Linked DNA regions of Macaca mulatta: region 1 is linked to region 2. Evidence: chromatin contacts called from public Hi-C data. All regions are on one chromosome and are shown on one strand. The core of a region is the stretch at or near the end of the contact, and the rest is flanking DNA. Distances in the headings are between cores, read along the strand shown.

The links. Hi-C and Micro-C count contacts between places; a contact is called where the count stands out from the background.
Region 1: a Hi-C map of blood shows a contact between it and region 2, with 2.5 times the contacts expected there. The contact joins the promoter of METTL9 here to the promoter of CDR2 in region 2. A contact is called at or near these places in 2 of 14 Hi-C or Micro-C datasets (blood and fetal cortex germinal zone).

Annotation. Positions count from the first base shown.
Region 1 is chr20:21,921,885-21,925,574 of T2T-MMU8v2.0, forward strand. It overlaps METTL9 (methyltransferase 9, His-X-His N1(pi)-histidine), which reads left to right and starts at 2,199. Exons shown (of 5, transcript XM_077986521.1): 1 at 2,199-2,291. The coding sequence starts at 2,247. LOC144338113 (a long non-coding RNA gene) reads right to left here. Exons shown (of 3, transcript XR_013411941.1): 1 at 3,635-3,690; 2 at 2,626-2,752.
Region 2 is chr20:21,843,269-21,846,573 of T2T-MMU8v2.0, forward strand. CDR2 (cerebellar degeneration related protein 2) reads right to left here and starts at 1,294. Exons shown (of 5, transcript NM_001260929.2): 1 at 1,141-1,294. The coding sequence starts at 1,219.

The DNA of each region.
Region 1 (3,690 bases), core at 949-3,448, 80 kb after region 2:
TGATATTCACTGCATCCTTATGAAATAGGTAACCATTATTATTATTTCCATTTTACAGATGAGGAAACAGATATGTAAAGGTCAAGTAATTTGCCTCAAATTGCATAATCAAGAAGCATAGGGCCCACCTTAAAACCCAGATAGTCTGGCTCAAAGTGCAGATGATAAACTACTATGCTAATGAGTAGCATTGGGAGTTCTCCAATGAAGCACATGGTGTTACTTGTATTTGCTACTAATGTCTTCTTTTTTTTTTTTTTTTGAGATGGAGTCTCACTCTGTCACCCAGGCTGGAGTGCAGTGGCGTGATCTCGGCTCACTGCAACCTCCACCTACCGGGTTCAAGCAATTCTTCTGACTCAGCCTCATGAGTAGCTGGGATTGCAGGTGCACGCCATCACCCCTGGCTAATTTTTTTGTATTTTTAGTAGAGATGGGGTTTCACCATGTTGACCAGGCTGGTCTCAAACTCCTGACCTCGTGATCCACCCACCTCAGCCTCTCAAAGTGCTGGGATTACAGGCGTGAACCACTGCGCCTGGCCAACTACTAACATCCTGGTTCAATTCTGCTACTTGAGGCTCCTTTTTTTTTTTTTTTTTTTTTTTGAGATAGAGTCTCACTGTGTTGCCCAGGCTGGAGTACAGTGGCATGATCTCGGCTCTCGGCTCACTGTGGCCTCCACCTCCTGGGTTCAAGTGATTCTCCTGCATCAGCCTCCTGAGTAGCTGGGATTACAGGCATGAGCCACGGTGCCCGCCCTAGGCTGCTAATTTTTTTTTTTTTGGTTTAACCTGTCTGCAGTTTTGCCTTGACTTAGAATTCATCAGCTGGGGCCCACAGTGATATCATTGCATAGGACTGAAGTTATATCAACTAAATTCAGATAAAAATCTCCTACATTAATTAATTAAACAAATTGTTGAGTACATTTGCTAATTTTGTTAGAGGTGCTCATTGCTTAATAACTACAGGGCACATTCTATTGAATATACTGGGAAAAACTTGTATCTTTCTCTGAAGATATACAAAAGAATATTAAGAAGCATAAAAAATATCTGTCCATAAAAACATGATTATGGCCAGGTGCAGTGGCTCACGCATGTAATCCTAGCATTTTGGGAGGCCACAGCAGGCGGATCACGAGGTCAGGAGTTCGAGACCAGCCTGGCCAACATGGTGAAACCCTGTCTCTACTAAAAATACAAAAAATAGCCGAGCATGGTGGCAGGCACCTGTAATTCCAGCTACTCGGGAGGCTGAGGCATGAGAATTGCTTTAACCTGGGAGGCAGAGGTTGTAGTGAGCCGAGATCATGGCACTGCACTCCAGCCTGGGCAACACAGCAAGACTCATCTCCGGGAAAAAAAAGAGTGATTATATGAGTTATTTTTATTTTTATTTTTATACAGGGTCACCCAAGCTGGCATGCAGTGGCACAATCTCAGTTCACTGCAACCTCAGCCTCCCAGGCTCAGGTGATCCTCCCACCTCAGCCTCCTGAGTAGATGGGTCTATAGGTGCATGTCCCCATGCCTGTCTAATTTTTGTATTTTTTGTAGACATGGGGTTTCTCTATGTTGCCCAGGTTGGCCTTGAACTCCTGGGCTCAAGCCATCCACCTGCCTTGGCTTCCCAAAGTGCTGGGATTATAGGCATGAGCCACCCCGCTTGGTCTATATGATTTCTTTTTAAATCATTATCTCTTCAAGGAGATAACAATCACCAATAGGTTTTGTATAGATCCAAACCCTCTGCTTATGGATTCTCTTAACATGATACTTCGTAATTGAAAAGAGAATATGAAAATGCCAAACTTTGTAGCTTCAAAGAACAACAATAACATAAAGCCTTTGCCTAGAGATCTAGATAGGAAAGTGATCCCGCCAAAATTTTGGGCCTGTGTGCAGGGCTGTGACCCAAGCTAGACACCTAGGGTCAATCAGCAGAGTTTGGTGCAGAGGGTCATTTGTGTGTCTTTTGAGTATCACTGACTGCATCTCAAGATCATGTTAGAACAAGTATTGGCTCCTATTTGGTTTTTTGTGTTATCTTGCCTCTTCCCGTCTCCATTATGGATAATTGAGGTTTTAATATATGGTAGTGACATTCTAGCAGATGAAGGAAGGGGGCAGTCCCCAATGGGCAGTCTGAACTTCTGCTTCGTATATTTACTCTTGCTGTTTTCCTTCCTCCTCATTTGTAATTCAAGAGGCTCTCTGAGAAGAGACAGCAAAGCTTCTTAGATGGATCGAAAGACCACGAGCTGGGATACCAAGTTCTACGGAAAGGTCAGCTATTGAATTTGCTCTGCTACCTTCAGGCAAATCATTTGATCATCGGATGCTCTGGTTTCTTCCTGTGCCTGCTAAATGTAAAGAGCATGGGTTTGAGTGTTTTGTGGTTATTATAGAGTATTTTAAATGTATGAGTGATTTATTTTTTCCAGGCCAGCTGCTCAGATATAAAACAAAATCTGCTCCTTTGAGCTGTTAGGCTTCGTGGCAGTCAACTGACCCCAAAATCCTTCTGACTACAGCAGCCATCTACTTGCTTGTTCATCTGAAAACATTTTGCAGTCTCTGAGCTACAGCTATGTGGTCTGACTCTATAGCTGGGGCATACCTTTTTGTCTCCTTTGTCTTCAGAAAGGAAATATGCCATTTTATGCACTCCTGCTGCTTTCACCCCCACTTTAAAAAGATGAAGGCTTCCTTTTGTGACAGAGTTGCTTTGTCTGTTAACACTGATCCTAAGAGACAGGAAGGAGAGGTGACATGGTAAATAAACAGTGGACTTGCTACCGTAGTTCCTTTTTGATGATTTGGGCCAGGACCACTAGAGGTTTGAACTAGATTTAGTAAGGCTTGGGCTCTTTGGGGTTTTGGCAGGAAGCAGTCAGGAAGTATATTGGAGAGAACACAAAATACCGCCTCCCACCCACCCTCTGCCTTTTTGTTTGTTGTTACAGCCTGTTACATTAGGCAACAAGATATCTTTGTTAGCCAAAGGTGGCCAGCTGAGATTCTTAGAAGCTAATAAAAAGAGCTGTTGGGCTGGGTACGGTGGCTCACGCCTGTAATCCCAGCACTTTGGGAGGCTGAGGCAGGCGGCTCACGAAGTCAAGAGGAGACCATCCTGGCCAACATGGTGAAATCCCGTCTCTACTAAAAACACAACAATTAGCTGGGCATGGTGGTGCGCACCTGTAGTCCCAGCTACTTTGGAGGCTAAGGCAGAAGAATTGCTTGAACCCGGTAGGCGGAGGTTGCAGTGAGCCGGCATCGTCCCACACTGCACTCCAGCCTGGAGACAGAGCGAGACTCAGTGTCAAGGAAAAAAAAAAAAAAAAGCTGTTGGGTAAAGAATGATTTTGTTCCACATCTGTGGCTCACCACCCCACTGTTTCATAAATGAAAATCTCTGATGCGCAACATCGAATTAACCAAAAGGTTTACTTCTTTTGTTTTGAACTTAGACACATTTACATTATTTCTGGTGCAGTTAAAAGCACTTTCCAAACAAACCTAGTAAAGTATTAAAGTTAGGGACCCCCACGAAATATGTTACTCCTTAATTGTGGCGTGGCTATCAGCAGGAAGAACTGCAGTCACAGGAACACAGTGTACTTAACCCTTCAGTTCTGAAATGTTGCTAGGTCTTCTCGTGCTATAACTGATCAAATAAATA
Region 2 (3,305 bases), core at 44-2,543:
TGGGAGATAAATGAGCAACTCTGTTATGGGCCTATCAGTGTTAGGCACATCAAAAGTGTTCCCCAATTGCTAGCTCCTGCTATTAGTATAAAAAAAAGTGGGGCCCCACTGGCCCCAAAGTGTTGGCTGCTCTATGATTGTTCTCTGGAGACACCATCGGCAGGCCTATTTCTAAGTGAAAGCTGGCATGCAAACTGAAGAAAAGTGGCAGAGGTAGAAGCGCTCTTCTGTCATTTCAACTGGCATCTGGTGAACTATGCGTAACAGCTTAATTCCCAACTGAAAAAAAACTGTTAACTAGGATGGTAAGGAAGGGATGGGGGTTTGAGGAGTGACTACAACTCCTCCTTTTGAGTGTGTGGGTTCAAAAAACCACTCCCTCCCCCACTTAGCTTTAGGCAAGCCACTCAACCGTTTCAACCTCCGCTTTCCTCATCTGGAAAATGGGATAACAAAAGTTACTCTCAGTGTAATTGGATTGTTTGTACCTCAATGGATAAATGCTGGAAGGGATGGACGCCCCGTTCTCCATCACGTGCTTATTTCACACTGCGTGCCTGTATCCAAACATCTCACGTACCCCATAAATAGATACACCTACTATGTACCCTCAAAATTAATCAATTTTTTAAAAGTTACTGTCTCCTAGAGTTACGGCGCAGAGCGCACAGCTCCCGCTACATCGCAAAACCACTACCACCTGCAGCAGCCGGCCCTCCGTGCTGGCCAAGAAAGGCGCTGGGCTACACAGCCTGCGAGGGGGCGGCTTCTCGGGCTCTGCCACTTACTACGGGACACACTGGCTCACCCGGTCTGCCTCGGAGGAATGCAGTGAGGATTAAACTAGCTAATCCACGGAAAGCGCTTAAAACGGTGCCTGGCGCGTCCCTGGCCCCCATGCGCCTCGGGTCTGATATTCAACTGCGCATTAGCAGGGCCGTGGGCCCCGCGCCGAGGCTTCCTGCGGGCGGGATCCACGGGCACGGCCGGCCCCGCCGCCAGGTGAGCCCGAGCCCTTCCCGGCACCTGCATCCTCAGCCGCCAGAAAAAGCAACTTTTTAACAGTTTCGCAGCGGGGGCCTCCCGGGCCAGGCCGCCGCCGCCGCCGCCCGCCCGCCCGCGGGGCGCCCCCGCCCTCACCTTGCTGGAGGTCCTGGTGGTCGTACCACGGCTCGTCCTCCTTCATTTCAAACTCCTCCACCAGGTTTTCCGCCAGCATCTCGGCTGGGTCCTCTAGGGGCAACGGTCCCCGCCGCCGCCGTCCCGCCTCAGCCGCTGCCCCGGGCTCTTCCCCGGCCCCTCCGCCCTCAGCCAGAGCCGCCCTCGGGCGGGACGCGCCGCCGCCCAGGCTCCGCCGCGCCGCCTCAGCCCCGTTCCCGCCGGCGACCGCCGCCGACCGGCCGGCTGCTTCGACTCGCCTAGCGCCTCCCAACGGCCCCAACGGCCGGGCGTTACGGCGCGAACGTAGGGAGCCAGGTTCTCACGCTGCCGCCGGTCTTCACGCCGCCGCCGGGCCCAACGTGGCACTTTGGCAGAACCCTCCCCGGCCGGGGATGCGATTCAAACCCCCGGCGGCTTCTCAACCAATCGCGAGCGGGCCGCTGGCCGAGCGACAGGGACTTCGTCCAATAGCGTCTCTCCAAAGACCCGCGGCTCGCCCGGTTTCGAGGCCAAGCAGCCAATGACGGGCCCCGAATAAACAAAGAAGGCGGGGAAACAGTGAAGGGGTGCGGCCGAAAGCCCGCCCCCTGATCTGCGCTGTGCGGCTCCTAGGAGCGCGTACTAGGTTCCGGGCTGTGGAGCTGGCGGAGGCGAGTCCTGCCGCTTTGGTGGGTGTCCCGAGGCCAGCGCGTCCGTGGACAGGCAGCGCAGGCCGGAGGGCCTAGGACTTCGGCCTCTGAGAGGCGGGCGGTTGTCGAGAGGCGTCCTTCGTGCCGGCGGGAAGCGCGAGGGTGCCGGAAGCCGGAGGTCCGCCGCCCGGCTGCCGCTTCTCGCATGTTGACTCTGAGATTTGCTCCGGGTCCGGCAAGGAGACTCGGAGTCGATCGGGAGTTTAGGGCTGAGAAAACGCCCACTGAGCGGTAGCTCTTGTCTCGTTGACATCTGAGCTCTGGGAATTACGCTCCCTAAAACGGTGGGCGCCAGACCCCGTTGAGAATCTGGGGCAGTGAGGGATGCCCGAAGCTGTCCACTTGGAGGGGGAAAATTGTAAGCAGGGTTGCAACGATTTTTAAAAGGTACCTCTAGACCACAAGTTAAGCATCTGGGGACGTGGCATTGCACCTGGAGGGGTCAGGCTGCAGCCCCAGCACTTAGTAGCCAGCAAGGCAGAGCACGCTGTCCTCCACCGACATAACCCAGCAAATACTGCTCATGAGTAAAGCTTTTAGCACCATCTTACAGACAAAGCACGGAAACTCTTAAGCAGGATGACAGACCTGAAGGTCAATGTTCTCAACCTTGACGTAAAGGTAAAATTGCAGCTGATGGAAGACAGCAGGGCCAATATCTAGCAAACTTTGAGCAACGAAACAAAAAAATCGAGGTTTAAGTATATAATTGAAAGATTATCTCTAGAACATAAGGTAATAAACTGTTAGAAATTCGGAAAGAGGGAAGAGGTGGAGAGGAGTGTTAGTTAAATCCTGATCTATTTTAGCAGTGAGTCGACAGATAATACCTTACATTGATAATCCAATAAATCGTTTCCACAAATATGGAGAGAGCTGCCAGAACTAAAAATGGGAAGCAGTTAAGAGTTTTCCGAGGCCGGACGCGGTGGCTCACGCCTGTAATTTAGCATTTTGGAAGACCGAGGCGGGCGGATCACCTGAGGTCGGGAGTTCGAGACCAGCCTGACCAACTTGGAGAACCCCCCATCTCTACTAAAAATACAAAATTAGCCAGGCATGGTGGCGCATGCCTGTAATCCCAACTACTTGGAAGGCTGAGGCAGGAGAATTGCTTGAAACCCGGGAGGCGGAGGTTGCAGTGAGCCAAGATCGCACCGTTGCACTCCAGCCTGGGCAAAAGGAGCGAAACTCCGTCTGAAAAAAAAAAAAAAAAAAAGTTTTCCTAAGAGGAGGTGTGAGTTGAGGCTGGGGACTTTGGCTTTTTGTTATAAACCCTTCTGTGATCTTGCTTTTTAAGCACATGCACGTTAAAAATAAGGGAAATTATAGGGAAGGAATTATAGACTCAAGCTACTTTTGTCTTTCTGTATAAAACAAAAAGGACTTGGGTAATTTGAAGAGGGGAAAAACTCATCCTAAATAATTGTTGTGGGTAATAAAATTCAGGGTGTC